Linked DNA regions of Mus musculus: region 1 is linked to region 2. Evidence: chromatin contacts called from public HiChIP or PLAC-seq data. All regions are on one chromosome and are shown on one strand. The core of a region is the stretch at or near the end of the contact, and the rest is flanking DNA. Distances in the headings are between cores, read along the strand shown.

Region 1 (2,700 bases), core at 97-2,596, 550 kb before region 2:
GCATCTCCTTAGAGGGTATTAGAAACAACTCTTAAGACTCAGAAAACCTGCTGGGCGTGGTGGCACATGCCTTTAATCCCAGTACTAGGGAGACAGAGGTAGGTGGATTTCTGAGTTCGAGGTCAGCCTGGTCTACAAAGTGAGTTCCAGGACAGCCAGGGCTATACAGAGAAACCCTGTCTCGAAAAAACAAACAAACAAACAAACAAACAAAAATATGAGTACAGACTTAGGGCTGGGATTGCTTGCGTAGCATGCACAAAGCCCCCAGTTTGATTCCCAGCAGCGTATGAACCAGATGGAGCAGCATATGCCTAGAATCCTAGCACTCAGGAGATGGAAGCAGGAAGCCCGGGTGTCCAAGCTACACAATGAATTTTAGGTCAGTCTAGGCTAGACACTGCCTTAAAAACACACACACACACACACACACACACACACACACACACACACAGAGAAAAAGACAAGCAGACATTTCCTGAGAAATTATTTTCAAAACATACGGGGAAAAATGAGAAAAACATCTACAGGGATAGAACTGTGACACAGAATTGCAAGGCTCAAAACTGGGAAGGTGGGATAGCCTCGGGAACCTACAGGCGTTTTAGTAGATGTACTTGTTTACTATTCTCGCTGTCTGGGTTAAACCCAAGGACTCATCAATGTTAGGAAGTGCTCCCACCCCAGGCCCTCTTTACTTTTTGTTCTGAGACAGGCTCTCACTGAGTTGCCTTACGTTGGCCTTAAACTCACTTCGTAGCTCAGTCAGGCTTTGAACTTTGCCATCCTCCTGCCTCAGACTCCTAGTATTGGGATGGAAGATGTGTACCTCCAGGCCCGGCTGGAACCTACATCTTAGAAAGCGGGGATAGGTGTTGCTGTCATCCAAGAGGATGGGTGGGGAGTCACTTGACAGGGGCTGGGCCAGGAAGGAGGGCTAGAGCCTGGAGGTGGGACCGCCCCGCCCCGCCCCGCCCCGGGGAGGACCTGCAGAGCCGGTCCCGCCCACGTTACCTGGGAGGAGGCAGGGCCGGCCGCGTGGTACGCGCTCCAGGCCGCGCACAGAGAAGGCTCCGCTCGAGTCGCGCAGCCGGGCCTGGCCGCCTTCCGCCGCCAGCACGGTACCCTGCATCCACACGGCCACCAGCTCCAGCGGAGCGCGGCCCACCGCCGCCCGCGACAGCCGCCACGCGCCCGGGCCACCCTCTGCGTGCCGCCGCAGCTGTCCTGCCAGTACCTTGAGTGGCGGCAAGCGCGGCAGCCGCACGGCCCCGGGGCCACCGGAGGACAGCGACTCGGACGCCGCAGCCGCCATGCTGCGCCACCACCGCTTTCCCGCCAACTCTGACGGACGGCGGGGGTTTGGCGAGCGGCAGCCAATCAAGAGCGCGCCTGCCCGAGGCAGCCAATGGATGGGGGCGGGACAGCCGCGTAACCGCCAGAAGCTGAAAGATTCAACTGAATTAAATAGAAAATAGATACGCTAACAAATGCAGGGAGATACGGAATTTCCTCTCCTAAGGAAGAGCAACGATTTAAGCCATATGTCTCCGTTCCAGTTTACTAAAAAATAAGACGCACTCAACAGTAGTTGTAGATGATCGATTAATTTTAAGAGCCGAAATAAAATGTGCACCCTTAGCAAAACATTACCACACGAAAAGCCGAGATGCAAGTAGATCCCTTGGACCTTTTTGATACGAAATCACATCTACACACAGGAGAGAGAGTTCCAGAGGAATAGTTTAAGCATGGCCCCAAACACAAATTTATGAATGGATTGGTTGTACTCTTTTAATACCTCAGAGATGACGCTGAATATGCGCTGCGCTGGTAACTTTGGTTAAGATATCAAGCATCTTTAGAAATTGGTCTTGTGCCCAGACTACACACACACACACACACACACACACACACACACACACAGTATTCCTGAAATTATAAGAGTTTTATCAGGGGAAATCTTTAAAAAGAAAATAAATACACTTATTTGAATTTAACGATTAAAAAAGTATCAAAACAAATTTTGGTGGTTCACACCTATTTAACTCTAGCACTCACCAGGGCTGGAAGATGAGTTCAAGGTCATCTTTAGCCACAGAGTGAATTGGAGTCCAACCTGGTATACAAGAGCCCTTCCTGGAAACACCATAACAAGTAAATTAAACAATTTCCTCTTTCAGTTCGGGATATTGCTCTATAGGAGAGTGTTTACCTAGCAAGAATGCTCACCAGGCAAAATCACTTGCCACCAAATCTGATATCAGATCAGAGTTCCATTCCCAAAACCCATGTGAGAATTAACTCCCATAAATTGTTCTCTGACTTCCACAAGTGCGCTGCGGCACACGTGCATCCTGGTAAGTTATTCTCTGCTGGTGAAATGAGTCAATTCAAGCCAAATCGAAGTACGCAAAGGCAGGCTTATGGGGAAGCCGCTCTTGGGTCGGTTCTCTGGTCCCAAGGAAGGAGGCCAGGGAAGTCGACATGGGGAGGAAGACAGAGGGGAGGGGGTAGAGAAAGAGTGTGCATGTGCTGGGAGAGAGAGAGAGAGAGAATGCAGAGAGGGAGAGAGAGAGAATGCAGAGAGGGAGAGAGAGAGAATGCAGAGAGGGAGAGAGAGAGAATGCAGAGAGGGAGAGAGAGACAGGTGGGTATACAAGGTGCAAGGTAGGAACTAAGGGATGCTGGAAGGATGGG
Region 2 (2,700 bases), core at 191-2,690:
CTGCTGACCTCTGGAGAGTGTGCACCAACAGCACAAACTGTACCGAGATCAATGAGCTGACCGGCCCTGAAGCGTTTGAAGGTGAGTGTGGGTGGCTGGGGCATCACCATTCCCATATCCCCTCCCTCCTGAGACTTGGCAGACCCAGCCAGGTCAGGTCCATCTCAGCAGACCCAGGCCTATCTGCTTGCTCTCTGTCCCTGTATGTAATGCTGACTGAGCCCCAGAAACAGTCAGCAGTGGTGATAAACTGGACCCATCAAGACAGCTTGCTGAGTCCAGAAGCAGTGTTTTTGGGCCTCTGCTCTTGGTGTTCCATGCCTCCCTGTGGGAATTCCTGTATTACAGCTCTTTAAATCAGGAATCCGTGAACTACCAGCTAAATGCAGCCCAAGACCTGCTTTGGTGTGGCCCATGAACTAAGAATGCTTTTAACATTTTAAAAGAGTTGTAAAAAGAACAAAATCCTCAAAACAAAAAAAGGGGGAGAAGAAATAATAATAATAATAATGTGACCAGAAGCTTAAAGTAATTTATTGCCTGGCTCTTTCCTGTAAAAGAAAAAAAACAAAAACAAAAACAAAAACAAAAAAAACCTTGTGCCAGCTCCAACTTCTTCCACATGTAAATTTATTTCCTGAGTAAATGTACCTGCAGCATCAGTGGTAAACTGGTGTCACAAGCCGTGAAAACAGGAGGAAAGGCTAAATTAAAAGCCAAAGACCCTCAGTGAAGTCTAACCCAACTGACTCCCTCTGTCTCTGTTTGTCAGAGGCCATGACACACACGTGGACATCAGAGAGAACTGTGGGGGTTAGTTCTCCATGGCTCCAACTCAGGTTGTCCAGCATGGTTGTGGACGGTGGAGAAGCCTTAGCTAGTGAGATCTCTCTGGCCCATCCTCTCCTTACTGATTTTTTTGTGCTAAACAAAACCAAAATTTAAGCAACTCAAATGCAGTTGTAGCCCATGTAGCTGTGCAGGGAGTAGTTCTGAAACCCTGCAAGGATTCCCCAAGGCTGTGGAAGGGTGCACACCACCTCTGCACCGTAGTTTCTAGATGACTTACAACACCGAATACAATCTCTGCATGTTGTTTCATTGTGTGACCCGGTATGGTGCATGGCAGATTCAGATTTTGATTTCTGGAACTTTCTGGGTTCTCCCTTCAACTGACACACCTCAGAAATAGTTGTTGAGCCCAAGACTACAGGCACTGCTGCTATGGGGCCTGGCTGTCTTAGCAGGTATTATGAGGTGGTAGCCCTGCAAGCGAGCCCATTCCTGAGGCCTCCAGGAACCCTGAGACCACAGCAAGGTCACAGCCCTCCCCTGACTGACTTCCTGCTTTTGGTGGCCTGGCTGGGTTTCACCCACACGGACATCACGGCCACCAGCAGCACACTCAGCAGCTCATCGCCAAGGAACCTAGTCTAAAAGCACCGAGTCATTTCTTCTCACAAAACCAGTTTCTACAGTTGCTTCGTCACAGGATATGAATCACCTGGGGTACTTGCTAAAAATATATTATCTTGGCACCAACCCCAGAGGAATGGAGGCTGAGTGAGGAATCTGCATTTTAAATAAGCCTTCCTAGGTGGCTCCTTGGAAAATTTAATTACTAATGTTCAAAGCCACGGGGTCACAACGTTGGCTCACTTTGAAATTCCCTAGGAGACTTTAGAAGTGTTCTCCGTGCCTGGTGTTCCAGTTCATTTTGTCTCAGGAAAGTCTGGTAATATTTTTTAGAATATAGCCATCATTTACAAACATGGAAATGCATACTTCTTAAGGGCTCCTTGGTGCAATGAGTTTTGACAATTCTTTATAATCCTAGCAAACTACCACTGAAAGCAAAGCAGAGGACTTTCCTAACACCCCACAAGGTCCTTTGGCCCATTCCCCTCAACTCCTAGCCAGAGAGCCCCACCCCCCCAGCTTATTTACCCCTGATCCTGGACTTTGAGGAGTGATGTGTTCTGTTGGAGAGTACGTTTGTTTGCCATAAGGAAACAGGAAGCAGGACCAGGTGTTTTCTGTGGGGCCCAGATGTGCAGCTTAATGTGAGCGATACGATCCATTGCTGTTAACGCCTTACCCAGCCCTTATAATCAAAGCTCCCTCCAGCCATCAGGCAAACTAAAAAGGTTGAGACCTGGCTGTTGCTCTTTTCCCAAGCCAAATAGGTAGGAGCTGCAATCCAGAGCAGGGAGAGTCTTGGTTCTGGCTTCATCTTCTGTTTAAGTTGGTATTTGATCAACTGCCTAGCTGGAGGAGAAGAGCGAGGTAGCCTGGCACACTGCCAGGGTGGCCAGGTATGTTCAGTCTGTGGCCCACGGAGCACAGTGACTAGGAATGGGGCCCAACACAATGCTGTGGACTCACTTAAGACATGAGCTTACCCTGGTGTCAGATCTCAGTGTGAAGTTTATAGATGACAACCCTGTGTCACAGTGCCCAGTAGTTGGATGGACATGCTTGGCTGCAGACAGTCCTATAACCCTCTGTGTGAAGCCTTCATCTTCTGCCCACAGGTTATTCTGTGATGCAGGCGGTGCAGGCCACCATGATCCTCTCCACCATCCTCTCCTGCATCTCCTTCCTCATCTTTCTGCTCCAGCTCTTCCGCCTCAAGCAGGGAGAGAGGTTCGTCCTGACGTCCATCATCCAGCTCATGTCCTGTAAGTGAACCTGGAAGCC

The links. HiChIP or PLAC-seq counts read pairs in DNA pulled down with a chosen protein or histone mark.
Region 1: a contact with region 2 is called in a FOXA1 HiChIP or PLAC-seq map of pancreatic cancer cells. The contact joins the promoter of Rmi2 here to the enhancer-like site in region 2. A contact is called at or near these places in 5 of 39 promoter capture datasets (the C10 cell line, embryonic stem cells, hippocampal neurons and 1 more), 3 of 484 Hi-C or Micro-C datasets (all in embryonic stem cells), 1 of 115 datasets of contacts at active chromatin or transcription factors (pancreatic cancer cells) and 1 of 9 other capture datasets (embryonic stem cells).

Annotation. Positions count from the first base shown.
Region 1 is chr16:10,833,705-10,836,404 of GRCm38.p6, reverse strand. Rmi2 (RecQ mediated genome instability 2) reads right to left here and starts at 1,346. Exons shown (of 2, transcript NM_001162932.1): 1 at 1,015-1,346. The coding sequence starts at 1,315. It also overlaps the pseudogene Gm17913.
Region 2 is chr16:10,285,436-10,288,135 of GRCm38.p6, reverse strand. Emp2 (epithelial membrane protein 2) reads left to right here. Exons shown (of 5, transcript NM_007929.2): 3 at 1-81; 4 at 2,535-2,681. Among named protein-coding and RNA genes, the nearest start is that of Emp2, 27 kb to the left of the region's middle. Within about 2 kb of position 1,440, at least 118 of the 459 cell types and tissues checked have an H3K27ac peak or open chromatin away from gene starts, as enhancers often do. A contact at or near this core is called in pancreatic cancer cells, where this site is marked.